Linked DNA regions of Mus musculus: regions 1, 2 and 4 are each linked to region 3. Evidence: chromatin contacts called from public HiChIP or PLAC-seq, Micro-C and promoter capture Hi-C data. All regions are on one chromosome and are shown on one strand. Each heading gives the region's core, a stretch centred on a gene start, on an enhancer-like site or on the middle of the called end of the contact. The rest is flanking DNA. Distances are from core to core; before and after follow the strand shown. Region 1 has its middle 8.5 kb from the start of Gm32558. Region 2 has its middle 110 kb from the start of Gm24502. Region 3 holds the start of Kit (KIT proto-oncogene receptor tyrosine kinase). Region 4 has its middle 60 kb from the start of Gm24502.

The links. Promoter capture Hi-C pulls out the DNA fragments that hold promoters and counts their contacts. HiChIP or PLAC-seq counts read pairs in DNA pulled down with a chosen protein or histone mark. A called contact is a pair of places that touch in the nucleus more often than the background predicts.
Region 1: a CTCF HiChIP or PLAC-seq map of CD8 T cells shows a contact between it and region 3, with 17 read pairs. The contact joins the enhancer-like site here to the promoter of Kit in region 3. A contact is called at or near these places in 1 of 39 promoter capture datasets (trophoblast stem cells), 1 of 15 datasets of contacts at CTCF or cohesin (CD8 T cells), 2 of 484 Hi-C or Micro-C datasets (bone marrow-derived dendritic cells and group 2 innate lymphoid cells), 3 of 115 datasets of contacts at active chromatin or transcription factors (embryonic stem cells and regulatory T cell precursor) and 1 of 9 other capture datasets (liver).
Region 2: a contact with region 3 is called in a Micro-C map of the G1E-ER4 cell line, with 3 times the contacts expected there. The contact joins the enhancer-like site here to the promoter of Kit in region 3. A contact is called at or near these places in 3 of 39 promoter capture datasets (the HPC-7 cell line, hematopoietic stem and progenitor cells and neutrophils), 8 of 484 Hi-C or Micro-C datasets (the G1E-ER4 cell line, cerebellum, cortical neurons and 4 more) and 4 of 115 datasets of contacts at active chromatin or transcription factors (embryonic forebrain, embryonic hindbrain, embryonic stem cells and 1 more).
Region 4: a contact with region 3 is called in a promoter capture Hi-C map of the HPC-7 cell line, with 4 times the contacts expected there. The contact joins the enhancer-like site here to the promoter of Kit in region 3. A contact is called at or near these places in 6 of 39 promoter capture datasets (the HPC-7 cell line, HPC-7-derived erythroid cells, cranial neural crest and 3 more), 6 of 484 Hi-C or Micro-C datasets (the HPC-7 cell line, embryonic stem cells, female germline stem cells and 1 more), 4 of 115 datasets of contacts at active chromatin or transcription factors (all in embryonic stem cells) and 2 of 9 other capture datasets (adipose tissue and pancreatic islet).

What each region holds. Positions count from the first base shown.
Region 1 is chr5:75,664,803-75,668,778 of GRCm38.p6, forward strand. No RefSeq gene overlaps it. Among named protein-coding and RNA genes, the nearest start is that of Gm32558, 8.5 kb to the right of the region's middle. Within about 2 kb of position 2,554, at least 13 of the 459 cell types and tissues checked have an H3K27ac peak or open chromatin away from gene starts, as enhancers often do. A contact at or near this core is called in CD8 T cells, group 2 innate lymphoid cells and regulatory T cell precursor, where this site is marked.
Region 2 is chr5:75,448,588-75,452,151 of GRCm38.p6, forward strand. No RefSeq gene overlaps it. Among named protein-coding and RNA genes, the nearest start is that of Gm24502, 110 kb to the right of the region's middle. Within about 2 kb of position 1,739, at least 16 of the 459 cell types and tissues checked have an H3K27ac peak or open chromatin away from gene starts, as enhancers often do. A contact at or near this core is called in the G1E-ER4 cell line, the HPC-7 cell line and cerebellum, where this site is marked.
Region 3 is chr5:75,573,007-75,576,511 of GRCm38.p6, forward strand. It overlaps Kit (KIT proto-oncogene receptor tyrosine kinase), which reads left to right and starts at 1,981. Exons shown (of 21, transcript NM_001122733.1): 1 at 1,981-2,112. The coding sequence starts at 2,046.
Region 4 is chr5:75,499,284-75,502,873 of GRCm38.p6, forward strand. No RefSeq gene overlaps it. Among named protein-coding and RNA genes, the nearest start is that of Gm24502, 60 kb to the right of the region's middle. Within about 2 kb of position 1,543, at least 11 of the 459 cell types and tissues checked have an H3K27ac peak or open chromatin away from gene starts, as enhancers often do. A contact at or near this core is called in the HPC-7 cell line and female germline stem cells, where this site is marked.

The DNA.
Region 1 (3,976 bases), core at 1,304-3,803, 92 kb after region 3:
TTATGTCAAGTTGTCTCTGTGCATTTTCTCAGTGCAGTAGATGAGAACAGGGGATAGAAACTGGCTAGGCACTTTCAATAGTAAAGATAAATATGATGTTTTCTGTTTGTTTGTTTTAAATCTTGGCCAAAATCTGGAATATCTTTAGGCCTGTCGGCAGCCTCATCTGCCCAAAGGTGACATAAGTAAATAAAATAAATTTTTTGACATAAATAAAGCCAAAATATTTTTGATTTTGTGATAACTGTAGGTCAGGGATGTCAGGATGGGGGTCTGGGTTTCCTTGATTTATCTTCCCTTATAGGAGTGTCCCACTGTTGAAAACCATCCTGAGGTCTGAAATCATGAGGTGCCTGGACACCTGCAGTGGAAGCAGACTAAACAGTTCATTCCTTCTCTGTTCCTCCATCTAGTAAAGCCTTATAGATAGACTCCAGGTCCTTGCCCAGTTCTAGGCGCCCCCACCACTGTACAGGGATCTTTCCATCTTTCTGTCTCTTAAACTAACTTTCTCTCTCTCTCTCTCTCTCTCTCTCTCTCTCTCTCTCTCTCTCTCTCTCTCTCTCTCTCTTTTTGAATGAGAATGACCCCAAAATGGCTCATACAAGTTGAGAGCTTAGTCTCCAGTTGATGAGCTCTTTGGAAAGAATTGGAAGGTGTAGCTTTACTGGAGAAGGTGTGTTGAGGTGTTACTAGGACTGAGCTTTGAGGACTCAAAAACCCACACCAGTACCCCCCTCGCCCTCTCTCTCTTTTGCTCCCCGCTCCACCTGTGGGTCAGGATGTTGTACTGGCTAGTTTTGTGTCAACTTGACACAGCTGGAGTTATCACAGAAAAAGGAGCTTCCGTTGAGGAAATGCCTCCATGAGATCCAACTGTAAGGCATTTTCTCAATTAGTGATCAAGGGGGAAAGGCCCCTTGTGGGTGGGACCATCTCTGGGCTGATAATTTTGGTTCTCTAAGAGAGCAGGGTGAGCAAGCCAGGGGAAGCAAGCCAGTAAAGAACATCCCTCCATGGCCTCTGCATCAGCTCCTGCTTCCTGACCTGCTTGAGTTCCAGTCCTGACTTCCTTGGTGATGAACAGCAGTATGGAAGTGTAAGTCGAATAAACCCTTTCCTCCCCAACTTGCTTCTTGGTCATGATGTTTGTGCAGGAATAGAAACCCTGACTAAGACAGATGTAAAGGCCTCACCTACAATTACAGTGCTACAAATAATATCTGTTAGCTTCCCACCATGCTAAGAGTGGACCAATCCTCTGAAACTGTAAGCAAGCCCCTGATTAAATGCTGTTTAAAAATCAATCAATCAATAAATATTAATAGAAAAGTAACCAAGCCATTCCCCATAATAAAATACTTCTTTCTAAAACCTACCTTCTGTGGGCAATGAATTAAATTGTTCAAATCCACAAGACACAAACAGAGCCACTGGCCCTAGAAAGTCTCTAATTCTCACAAAGACACCCCGGTGTCCCCATGTCTCGGTCAACGGGGACAAACAATGTTAGCCCAGTTCAGAAGGGTTTGCCTCACTTTTATTCACTACCTAAAGATACCAGAAGGAGGTTTCTCCACCAAGCTGTTGACCCAACATGAGCTTCGTGGAACTCTACTGTACTGCTTTCCTCTGAGGTCGACAAGAGCGCAGTCCTAACCTTACAAAAGGAGATGGGATTTACAAACAGAAAAAGATGAGTGAGTGGACCACTCTCCACCAACTGTGGCTACCTGTACAAACTCAATCCAGCCAATGTTCTAGCATAGATGGGGGGAGGGCTCTCTAGCCCCCACCCCCTATTGGCTGTTGATAGCTTCTGGTGAGAGATCACTCTTTGGATTTCTTGTGCTCCATTGGATGGGCATACACTCATACATGTATGTACAGCGCTAATTGGATTTAGTATGCTATCAAACAAACACAGAACATGAAGTTGGGAGGGGGCCATATTGGGAGCACTTAGGGGTGGGTAGAGGAGTGGTTATGGTCATGTTTCACTGTATACAGGTATGACATGCTCAAGAACAAAGAAAAAAAATATATAAAACCCTCGAGTCTCTGAAATGCCTCACAAGGAAGTTTAAAGATGCTGGGATAGACAGTGACTTCCAAGCCTACCATTTTCCCTCTTCTTGCAACTACTTACCTTGTAGGCATCTCTTTAGTCCCCTTTCTTAAAGAGACAGTTTATAAGCACTTAAAGCACATTTTGGTCTTAATCCTCACAATAGCCCTAGAGATAGGAGTTATGTGTGTTACAAAGTTGAGGAACTTAAGGTTATACAAATTCTACCAGACCTCTAAGTCCATCTCAGTAGACTTAGAAAATGGGAGCTTTAGGGTATTTCTGTGGCTGATGAATCCCAGGTTCCTGTCCCTTCCCACAGTGATCCCCAAACTCTAGTCTTTTGTAAGTAACCTTTGGGGAAATTCTGCAGTCCCCTGACATTCGGCATTTTAACAGCCCATCCCCCCACTCTGTGATGGCTGTAAGACTTCCTGCCTTTGGGGTGTTTGGGGGGTATTCCCTAGCTGCTTAAACACAGACTGCTAAACTGACTCAGACAGGAAGATGTGGAAGGATGTCACCTGTGTCTTTCCGTTTTTCAGACATCTCTAGCACCAAGGCTCTTACCTCCAAACTCCGCTTAAATTTTTTTTTTTATTAAATATCTATTTGTTTCTTCATGTCTACAGGGAGTTAATCCTATGACCTCCCGCAGGCAGGAACATCTGAAGATGCTCAAGCCCCTCATTTAAAATAGGTTATTTGCATAGAACACGTGCACCTCCTACCATATGCCTTAACTCGTTTCTAGATTGCTTATAATACCTAATACAATGTAAATGCTATGCAAATGGTTGTTATGCTGCATTGTTTAGGGAGTGACAAGTCTATAAAAGCTCACTACTGGAACAGTGGTGTGTGTGTGTGTGTGTGTGTGTGTGTGTGTGTGTGTGTGTGTGTGACAGAGAGAGAGAGGCAGAGACAGAGACAGAGACACAGAGAGAGAGACAGAGAGAGACAGAAAGAGAGAGAGAGAGAGAGAGAGAGAGAGAGAGAGAGAGAGAGAGAGAGAGGCAGAGAGAGAGAGAGAGAGAGATCTGGGAATCCAGACTCAGTTCTTCATGCTTATTCTGCAAGCACTCTATGCCCTGAGCCATCTTCCCAGACTTAGAAGTACAATTTAAAATTCTTTCTATCCTTGTTGGATGAATTCATAGTTATGGAACCTGCAAACTTAGAGGTCTGGAATATTTGCTTAATTCTTTCTCTTCCGTAGCAAATCAATGATAACTTTGATATGGTTTCTCCCATACCTTTCTACTTTTATGTGTGCATTTCTTAAAGAAATAAATTATCAGCTTACATTTTAATGAACACTGGCTTATAGAAATTACTCCATGTCACTGTAAATCACTGTAATTGTTCATATTATGGTCACAAAGAGAAATCTAATAATTCCAGGTAAGACTTTGCTGATTGGCTCTGGAAAGTCTGAGATCTGGTTTTCTTCCGTCCACTTCTACCCTACATGGAAGCTGGCATATATCTGGGTTAAAAGCTACATCAGGGGATGTAAGTAAAATTTGACTTTAGTCAGTTTATTAAATAAAGATAATCCACATGAGAAAGCCTAGCGCTGGGCTGGGAGAAGTGTGTGTGCTCATTAAAAGTTAATTAAATCTGAAAATATAATCGGCTTTAATAAGTAAAAGTATCCTGAGAAAAAAGTCGGGATACCAGCGTGCCTGGGTTGATTTTTATTGGATGTATTTTTAAAAGAAAATTGCTAGCCTTTTGGGGTGTCTAAAGGCAACTAGAAGAAAAGGAGTCATTTTCCAATCACACCCATACTTTACGGTTCAGCTGCCTGTGGTTAAAATAAAGGCAAACCACGCCAGGGTAGCATTAGGTAGTCGCCCTTCTTATAACAATAGGCTATCACTTTTCCTTTGAATTGCTGTCCAG
Region 2 (3,564 bases), core at 489-2,988, 120 kb before region 3:
CCATCCTGTTTCTGGCACTGCTGCCATGAGAATGTTCCATCAAGTGGTCCTCTCCTATCCAACAGGCATTACTTGGGGATGCCTCAGGGTACACACATGCCATTGAACTTTTCCTCATGCTACGGGGGAACTAAGCCACCAGCTTTGAAGCAACCGGGTCAAGAGCCCCAGTTTGGACAGGGGACTTGTTGGCTCACCGAGAACCACTCTACCATCCCATGCTTTATCTAGAGGGTGACAGCTGGACAAAAGGCACTTGAAAGAGCGTGGCTGAAGAGCAGGGATCTCTTTCCAGGCACATTGATATCCAGCAGCTCTTTAAGGAAGGACTGATGGCCATCAGCCATGGTCCAGACTCAGAATCCCAAGTTGGTGCGTCCCTGCTTCCAGGTCAGCCCAAGGCTGACCCCCACACAGAAGGTAGAAGCCACCCAAGTGAAGTCTGAGCCACAGACACTTTGAGCCTCACCCTGCTGTCTCCCATAAATCCTCCAGCAAGGTGAAGGAGCCCCCTGAGCACTGCTGTGTATTGACAGTCTACACCGTAGCTCACCCATGTTCTGGCTTTCCTTGCTTCCATTCACCTGTCTCAGTTAACAGTTTTCCATCTCTAGCACTGGTTGGTGCTGTGTGTTCAGAAAGTGATCCTGGGGTAGGGGCAGTGCAGGAAGGCTGGGGAGTGTGAATGCAAGAGCTGAGGTGCTCCAAGCGGCCCCACAGACCCAAAAGGTTCTACGGCAATGAGTAGAAGGTCTTGGGATGTTCTAGGCTAGTGTTTCTTGGGCTGCAGGGTGAAGATAGACCACTTGGGTCTTACTGCAATGTGGATTCTGCTTCTGGCTTGAAGTTCAAAATTCTGTTCCTAGGGTCTGGTTCAGGAATCATAACTGAGGTAGCTGAGGCTTTAGAAGGGAAAAAAAGATTATAAATAGGTATCACTGAGCTAAGCCAATCACAGACACCAACTTCCATGTCCCACCCTAGCTCTAACCCCTTGGTGTGACTGTGAAGCCTTGGGGTTAGGGCTTTGAATATACTTCTTGGCTCCACCCCCCCCAAATCCTTCCAAATAGCTACCTGACTCCCCACCCCCACCCCTACCCCCACCCCCACCCCCATTGACCTAAGGACCAGACGCCTAGGAAGAGTAGGTTATCAGTTTGTATGTGATGCAGCTTGAATGTGAAGCCAGCAGGGCGGTCCAGACCCCCAGAGCCCTGGTACTGATCTTTTAACCACTGTGAAGAGCAGGTCCTCTCCCCTGTGAGTCTGCATTCTGAAAGGACCAGTGTGGTCCTAACTTAGTGAGAAGAGAAAGATTTGGGGTTGAGGGTGTGGTGGGGGCTTGCCTAGTTTTTATTCCCAGCACTGGATAAACCAGATTTGGTGGCATAAACCTGTATAAATACAGTGAATTAGAGGCCAGCTAAGGACCTGCTCTCTGCTCAGCCTCGTCAGTGTGCTGGAGACTAGTACCAGCCCGGTACTGAACCACAGTGGGCCCTTGGCGGCTATCCCAGCCTTCAGCGATGAAACACAGTTAGGGCCCCTGCGCCACCTGCTTGGACCCCATCGCTGGTTCCCGTGCAGCTGCGTGCCTATTGCTTCCAGCACCCAGTGCGGTGGCAAACACCCGCGTTCTCAGACCTCAGCAAAACGGGTGCTTAGCTCAGCCTTGAAATCCACCCTAAATTCACCCCCTGGGCCTGCAGGCACACGCGCCAGATGCTCTTCCCAAGCAGAGCTGGGGTAATGGGAGGTGACAGGCTGGCTGCGCATGGGGACCTGGAGCGAGGGGCTGAGAGGCTGACAGCTGAGCGCTCCTCCTTGGTTGGAGACCCCCGCAGCAGGAAGATCTGGGGCTGCTGCGCGCCCTTCACCTCTTAGGGGCGCACTCACATGAGCCCAGACTTCAGACCTTCAGGCTATGAAGCTCCACTCCCTTCAGAGTTTGAGGTTCCTTTGGGTGGCTTATGTTCCTTAGGGAGGGTTGAAGTCCACTACAACAAACCCTGAAAACAGGCTTTGTGGAAAATAAATTCAGGTCGCACTGACCACGCTGATGACGACAACTACGTCCCTACAGCCTCTTCCCTTCCCTTCGGTCCAGCCTATCTGGTCCTTTTGGGGAGATTAGAAAAGGGGCCTCTTTTAGCAAAGGGGAAAGGCAGCAAACAGGGTCAAGACTGGTAAGTGACAGGAGGGAAGGGCCAATCAAAGGGTTTGGTGAGAAAAACCAAGACCCAATTAGCAGGCGCCCTAGTGCAGTGAACCGCAGAGACAACCATGCTAGGTCGCTTAGTTTTCTATCTCCCTCTCCTCCCTTTTTTTTTTTTTTTTTTTTTTTTTTTTTGGCAGTTCTTGACTGAACGCCTAGTCCCCGATCCTTGCTCCTTGGTCCTCCCCTCTGCCTCTCTACTGTAGGTACCGGAAGATTAGTGAAATACTACCCCAGGGAGGAGGCAGACACACGAACGGTTAAACCACCCGGCCTTCTGATGTTTAGGCCTGAGCCATGGTTTAGAATTTACACCTGTCTCAAGTCGGGAATCCAGCGAACTCAGCAAGAGTCAGGCCCTTTTAGAGGGTTTCCCTGTAAAACTGAACCCAGCAGCTAAGGATCTCAGAGGTCTAAGGAGTAAACGTTTCCTTATCTCGAGTCCCTGCTTCTGGTAAGGGCGTGGGAAGAATGGACAGATGGCTTGGCACCTCCAGCCTCTCCATAGTATGTCTGGAAGAGGGCTGAGGGACCTTCCTTGGGCATCTGAGTAGGGGCATTGAGAGGGGAGGAGGGGACAGAGCACCAGGACTCTTGGTGGAAGGGGCCTGGGGAAGGCCCTCTACAGGAGAGAGCTTTACATTTACATCTGCTGGGAAAGGAGTTGGGAAACATTTTACCCCAGAACACTCCTACATTCGCATTTTCACTTCAGATCTGAAACCGCCTGGGGTAAGAGATGGAGATCAAGTAGGAATTCAAATCCTTTAAAGTTGTCATGGGTCAAAACCATTAAGTGCTGGAGGCAAAGGAAACCCCTGAGAATAGGCATCCATCAGTATTCACACCATTCTGCTGGGGTCCCAGACCATGAAGACAAGGATTCCATGATATATCAGACACAGCCAGGAAGCGGGGGCAATGTCTACCCTGAAGCAATGATGTTTGCGGATCTGTTGGACATGCTTTGGGCTCAGGGTCATGTTCAAATACAGACAGCAGTCCAGCAGGTTGAGGGACAAGGCTGGCTGGCTGGGAGCCAGCAGGGAGTGGCAGAGACCGTGGAGTGCTTACCGCGGAGTGCAGGAACTATACCAAGAAAGCAAGCCAACGTGCTAGACAGTGGAATATAAAAGAAGCCAGAAATGCAAATGATTGAGAAAAATATTTCATTTTTAAAAGAGAACTACCCCCAGGATGTAGCTCACTTGGTATAGTGCTTGCCTAGTTTGGATAAGACCCTGGGTTGTCAACACCAGCGCCACATAAACAGAATGTGGGGATGCGTGGCTGTAATCCTAGCATTTTGGAAGTAGGGAGGTGAGGGCCAGAAGTTCAAAGTCATC
Region 3 (3,505 bases), core at 731-3,230:
CTTCAATATTAAATGATGTCAGAAAGCTGGGAAGTGATATATTATTCTTGATGATACTCAATGAGGCCATGTGTATTTAAATTGTTATTTTCCCCAGTGATTATCTCCCTTTTATTTTTCCATTCTTAAAAATATTATTTGTATTATCTATCCATCCATCTATCTATTTATCTACTCATCCATCTATCCATCCATCCACCCACCTATCTACCTACCTTCCAATTTATTACATTTTTGTGGTGGTGTGTGTCTGCCCTAGTTTACACTTTTAAGCATTCTGTAGGGCTGTTTAATCCATTTGTCAGGATGCCAGTGAGACCACTCATTTGGACCGTCTAGGGCTCTTGCTACCAAGCTGGAAGGTGCCTGAGTCCCAGGACCTATACAGTGGAGAGAAAGAACACACTCTTCAAAGTTGTTCTCTGACACCCACATGAAGCACCTTCAATAAACAAATAATAAATAAGTAAACAAATTATAAAAAAATATGTGGGGAAACGATACCAGAAAAAATATTGGTTTGAGGTCTCACACTTAAACACTATTAAGTGTACAATCTTGGGACTTAAAGAACCCCCAAAACAAACGTTTATCTTCTCTACTTCATAACGTTAACTGTAGACCCGGATACTATAAAAACCCAGATTGTTACTGTCCACCCCCGGATAGCCACAGTGACTGTGAAATGTCCCTAGGTAGAAATTGTCTTAAGAGAATTACTTTAGGAGTTGGAGAGTTGGGTCAATTAGTTAAGAACAAGAAAGTTGGCGCATGACTTTAATCCCAGCACTTGGGAGGCAGAGGCAGGCGAATTTCTGAGTTCGAGGCAGCCTGGTCTACAAAGTGAGTTCCAGGACAGCCAGTAACCCTGTCTCGAAACAAACAAACAAACAAACAAAGAAACAAACAAAGAACAAGAGTAGTTGGGCTCCAGGCACCCACAAGATGATACACAAGCATCCGTAACTCTAGTTTCAGGAGATCTGACATCCTTCTGACCTCCCTGGGCACTAGTCACACACGTGGCACACACACATATTCATGTAAGTAAAACACTCATACACATTAAAAAAAAACTTTAAAAGGAAATTATTTTGCTTTTATCTTGCTCCTAAGGCAGACCACAGTCGGATCGAGTTGGGGAAAGGGGGACTCAGAGGGGATGGGGCGGGGGGGGGGTGTTGAGGGTGAGATTAAAAAAATAATTAACACAAGAGAAAAGGCACCCAAATGCAAATAGGTTTTAAAAACCGAGTTTCAAAGCTAACTCCTTCACAGGATGCCTCTGTAGTCCACTGGCCCAGTTTCCACAAGTCTCAGCAGGAGCTTGGCTGGGTGGAGGTCCACGCTGGCCAATAGAAATCAGCTGTATTCTTACAGGTTTCGCAGCAGGTGGAGAAACTGAGCATGAAAAATTACTTAAACGTGGGCTCGGTCTTTTACTGAGGTCAGGGGTGCCACGATCCGTCCTCCTCTACCAACAGGAACAGAAATAAATGTTGGGGACCCAGTTTCCTAATCCCTTCGCCCGGCAATCCCGACTAGTAACACCTCCACCATAAGCCGAATATATTCTCCCCGCTCCGGAGCTTGCTGGAGGGACCGGTGGTTGTCCTTTATTGTCTAGGGAGCACCTGCCAGGTGGCTGGCCCGTACCTAATGCGCTCGTGGCGCTGGGCTTCACAAAGCGCGGGCAGCACCTGCGTGGCCAGCCAGCCGCCTGGACTGAAGGACCACCGATGGAGGGAGAGTGCTAGGAGGAAGAGGATCCAGGGTGGAGGGCCTGTGGGGGCTCCTGGTCTTAGAGGGCACAGCGCCCCCGGGATCAGCTTATTGCAGCCCGAGAGCCCCGGGCACTAGGCAGCGGGAGGGAGTGCGACCCGGGCGGGAGAAGGGAGGGGCGTGGCCACGAGCTGGGAGGAGGGCTGGAGGAGGGGCTGTCGCGCGCCGCTAGTGGCTCTGGGGGCTCGGCTTTGCCGCGCTCGGTGCACTTGGGCGAGAGCTGTAGCAGAGAGAGGAGCTCAGAGTCTAGCGCAGCCACCGCGATGAGAGGCGCTCGCGGCGCCTGGGATCTGCTCTGCGTCCTGTTGGTCCTGCTCCGTGGCCAGACAGGTGGGAAAGAGCGGCAGACAAGAGGACTGCACCCTCTGTGGGCGCAGCCCGGGTCCGGGAGGGGTGCCACCTGGGTGCGTCCGGAGTGGTAGCTGTTGGCTTTTCCCATGCCTACCACCTCGAAGGTGGTAGGCGGCCGCGGGACTCTGGTGGCCCGCCTCGCTCACCTGAGCTGAGAGACCTCAGCCCGGGTGGTGGAGACCCGGGGCCGAGGGTCTTCTGGGAACCCAGGCAGCGAGCTGCAGGCTGCGGGCGAGTTTGGTGATGCTTTTGTGCCGACTGCGCGCGGGTGGCAGGGGCGGGCGGCCTCGGGCTTCGCACCGAGAGCGTCCTCTCTCCGAGCGAGGTGCGGCCACGGCTTCCTTTTTGTTAAAAGTTGCGCGTGGGTGACCGACGCCTGGGACAACCAGCCCACGGGTCCCGGACACACGCCGGGCAAAGTTGGAGAGCCTTTTCTTGCGGCCGCTGCTTCCCCACCTCGGGCGCTCTTTGTGCACAGTGCTGGGGACGCAACTGCAGCCGCTCTCATCGTGCGCGGCGCCACCCGAGGAGACGAATCTCGGGCTTGCTTGCCCCCACCCAACTCCGTTTTTTGCACGGGGAGCACGCGGCGTGAGGCTCTGGGGCGGGACCCCACGAGCCTGTAGGTGGCGGCTATGGGGACAACTTGAGCCGGGCGTGTGGCGAGCAGCCGCTAGGTTGCAGACTTTTTCCTTTTGTAAATCTCGTGCTAGGGGCTCGCCCCTCTCTGCAGCCGCACGGTGTTCGTTGCTGCCACGCGCCAGGGAGCTGCTGTAGCCTACGTTGGTCGCCAGCTTCTGGGAATCAGGGACTGCGTGCGGGGACGCAGCTGTTCTTGCCACCTCGTGCGCGCTGGACCAGGACCGAGTCAGTTCTCCCCAGCTTTGGAAACCTCTGGTTTCAGTGTATGCGACTTGTAATCGCAGGTGGCCGTTTTTTTTTTTTTTTTTTTTTTTTGGAGGGGAATCCCGAGATCCAGAAACCCTCTCCCACGTGATAGCCATACTCAGGGCTGCCTGGGGAGGCTAGGGGGTGGGGGAGAAGGGGTAAGCTTTCTGCAAATAGCATTTGTTTCTTCAAGCTGTTGGGAAAATCTTGTTACCTTTTGCAGGGTAACTTGGGTCTCAAGATCTTAAGGTTCCGGAGCTCCTCAGCCCTGCCCCTTTTTTTGCCAGGTGTCGCTGGTGCACTGCCCGTGCAGGTTGCCTGCTTAGTCCTGAAGCCCTGCTCCCTCCTAGGTCATTTTCAAAACAAAAACCAGAAACCCTTTTAGGTTACCTTGATGCTATAGGCTAGAGACAATCTGCACGCTGCAATAAGGCGTCAGATGGCCAGCATCTCTGTGACCTGTTTTGAGCCCACCGCTGACTGC
Region 4 (3,590 bases), core at 293-2,792, 74 kb before region 3:
TGGCTATTCTTGTAAGCATGAGTCATCTCTGACCAATGGAGTGGATAAAAGCCATGAATCCCTCGTCTCCAGCCTCTTCCAAAACACCTCCTACCACCTACTAGGGAGGTATGGCACAAAGGAAGCATTCTTAGACCAGCATCTTCAAGTATAAGCATTTATTATCAGGTAGGCATAAAACCAGCCATACAGTCTGTTCTTGTAGGGTTGGAAAAGCCCATTCCTTGTCCCTAAGCCTCCTGAGCCATCGTGACTACAAGACCCACTGGAAAGCTTTTCCCGGCATTCGGACTGGCCAAGTGAATAGTGTTACTCACATGTCACGGGGACAGAACTCCTTGTGAACCAAGAGGCAAGCACAGGACCAAACAGCTCAGAGTAGAGCTTCAGCTTTGACTTTACCAGGTCTGAAGCTACCAGCAGGGTCTATTGTGCCCTTCTAGATAATGATGTTCAACACCAATGTCACTAAGGGACCATGTTGCATACTATCCCCTACAGCAGTTAATAGACGTCCTAGTGTGTGCTTTTAGAGAAAAGTACTTTAATTCATTTTTTTATTGTATGTGTATGAGTGTTTTGCCCGCATGTATGTCTGTGTGCTACATGCATGCAGTGCCTGCTGAGGCCTGAAGAGGGCGTAAGATTCCCCTGGAACTGGAAATACTGATGGTTGTGAGCCACCATACTGGTGCTGGAAAGTGAATCCAAATCTTTTGGGAAAATAGTCAATTCCCTTAGTGAATCAGCCCTGCACGTACTTTATTGATGACCTGGCCTCCTCTGGAATGTGATTCCTAATCACGTTCCTCAGATACTAAGTAACCGTGCCCAGTGTTTTACTCCTTCCTCCATTGCAGAATAAAGCTAATTTGCATATATGCCAAGGTTTAATCTGAGGAGATGTAGATCACTCGCTGCACAGGATCTCGACAGTTCTGCCATCTTTCTGGAGTGAAAGGAAGAAGAGACAATGTCTTTGAAACACTTAAACGTAGGAAACCAAAGCCTGGAGTTGAGACATGAACACCTGGACTGAAGCATGCCACAGGTTTCCAGGCCGGTACTCTATACCACCATATGTTGCTGTTTCCTTCTGAAAATAAGAATTATTGGAATGTTTTAGATATCTGGAATATGCACCCTTTCATTTTCCTACTTAGGCTGTGAAGGCAAAGGTCTGTCTAATGTTCAGGGAGGCAGATGGGGAGCTGCCATTGGGCAGGCGGACAGCACTGGGTAAGTTTAAGGAACCAACCAACACATAGTTTTAGCAAATTCTTTTGTGGGTACTAATTTAGGAATTATAAAAATTCTCTTTCTATAGGTCACAGCATCTTTCTCATTCCAAATGTAAATTTGAGGTTCTGAACCTCAGAGGACGCCGCAACATTTTTATATTCCTTCACAGTATTTCAAAATAGAAAAATATTATTTAAAGCTTCAGGATGGCCAAATTTAGGGAGTAAAATGTTATTATTCAGTATATTTGGAAACTAACAACCAACTCCGGGATAGCGTCTACTCTTTTAGCTACCAGGAAATGTGACTAAGACTCAAGTGACTCACCACAGTTGAGATAAAATACAGGCTCTGGATTCACTGGTCCTGGTTGAAAACCTGGCTTTGCCATTAAAAGTCTTTTGCAAGGGAAAGCACCTGCTGGGCCTCAGTTCTCCAGTTATGAAATAGGAAGGGTGGGAATGGTGTGTGCAGAGCCCACAACAGGCCAGCATATAGCAGCAGTCATTGGGATGTTAATTATCCCTGGACAATGTGCATTTATTCAAGGTTCCCAGAGACAAATAGTTCTCTATCATCACAAAGCAAAGACGTCTCTGACTCCCTAGAGAATTACTCAGTACGGAGCTCAGAGGCTGCACATCCTGCGTTCTCTGCTCATCAGTGTATAATCACTCAACTTAGTTGTTTTGGAAGCTGGCTTATGTCCCAAGTAAATGTGATGTAACTTGCTTGGTGTGATCTGACAACAGAAGCCGATGTCATTTTTAAAAGCTAGGGATATGCTTTGTGGACAAGCTGTGGATAAGCTGCTGGACTGAGGGCAGATGCAGAGGCAGCAGGCAGATGTTTTCCAGGATTGATGCCCTTGTCATTTGGATGGAAACTGCTCCCCACAAGTTCCTGCGTTTGAAGACATGGTCTCCAGGTTGCAATGTTGCTTGTAGAGGCAGAGAAACCTGTGGGACTATGTTCTACACAGAGGAAGTGTGTCACAGAGAACCAGCTATGAAGGTGAACTACACTTTGGCTTCTGCCCAGGGCTCTCTGCTTCCTGATTCACTATGATGTGAAGCATTCACACACACACACACACACACACACACACACACACACACACACACACACCATTGTTTCTCCAACATGGTGAGTTGATGTCCTCTGAGTCTGGGAGCCACAATAAACCCTTCTTTTCTGAAGTTGCTCTGACGGGTATTTTGGCCTAAGTAGCATAAAAGTAACTAACATAGAAAAGTGATACCAAGAACTGAGGCGGTGGCTGTGATCCACTTGACACTGTGACTCACAGGTCTTCAGAAAAAGTTTGCAGAAGGAATGTGGAAAGCCCTAGAATTCTGTAAATACTGTGTTCGTGATGTCTCAGATGGTCAAGACTATTCCCATGAGGTAGGTCTCAGATGATAAATACTATGTTCGTGATGTCTCAGATGGTCATGATTGTGCCCATGAGGTCTCAGATAGCCACGAGGTCTCAGGGGGAACAGGAATCTTCTAGGGAATTGGATTAGAAGCCGTTTCTGTTCCAATCTATCATAAAATCCAGCTGTATCTTGCTAATCTCCTAGATATTTGAGCATTATTGAAGTTCCAGAAGAAAAAGTGAGGTCAGGCAATATGCAACAGGCTTAGATGCCTTACAGAAAGGCCATTGCATGGAGCTGAGTGGGTGAAGTCTACATGTCTGTGGGAACCCTAGAATGTTGGAGATGTCACGGATGTGAGATGTCTCCCAAGGAGACACACTGTGTAGAATAAGCCCAAGAGAGAGCCCACCTGTCCTGTAGATAGCAGGGCCATAGGAATGCAGCTAACCAAGCCCATTGGAGCTCAGAGGGTTACCCTGCAAGCCCTAGATGCTAGATATGTACCTGCAAGGTTTGTTGCTTGCTCTGCTGGGTTTCAGTCCAGTCGTTTCCTTGCTGCGCCCCCATCCTGGAATGTGAATGCTTACTCTATGACATCGTACATTTGAAATATGTAACTTCCCTTTCTATTTTACAGAGGCTTACAACTGCAAGTTTGCCTTGGATATTAGAAGAAACTTTAGACCTGATTTTCAGTTTTGGGAGCATTAAGACTCTGGGAGCTTTAGAAGTTGGACTAGGTCCATTAGTGTTATGAGGCCAAGAGTGTATGAGGACCAAGGACACAATGCTGTTGCTTGAATGTAAAATGTCCACCCCATAGGCTTGAACGTCTAAACACTTGGTGCCCGGTCCGTGATGCCACTTTTGGAGGTAAGGAAACTTCAGGCAGAAGTGGGTTACTGGGGTAGCATCTCCTTCTAGATCTGCCCTGCACTCTCTGTTTCCTGTTCTGCCGGATGT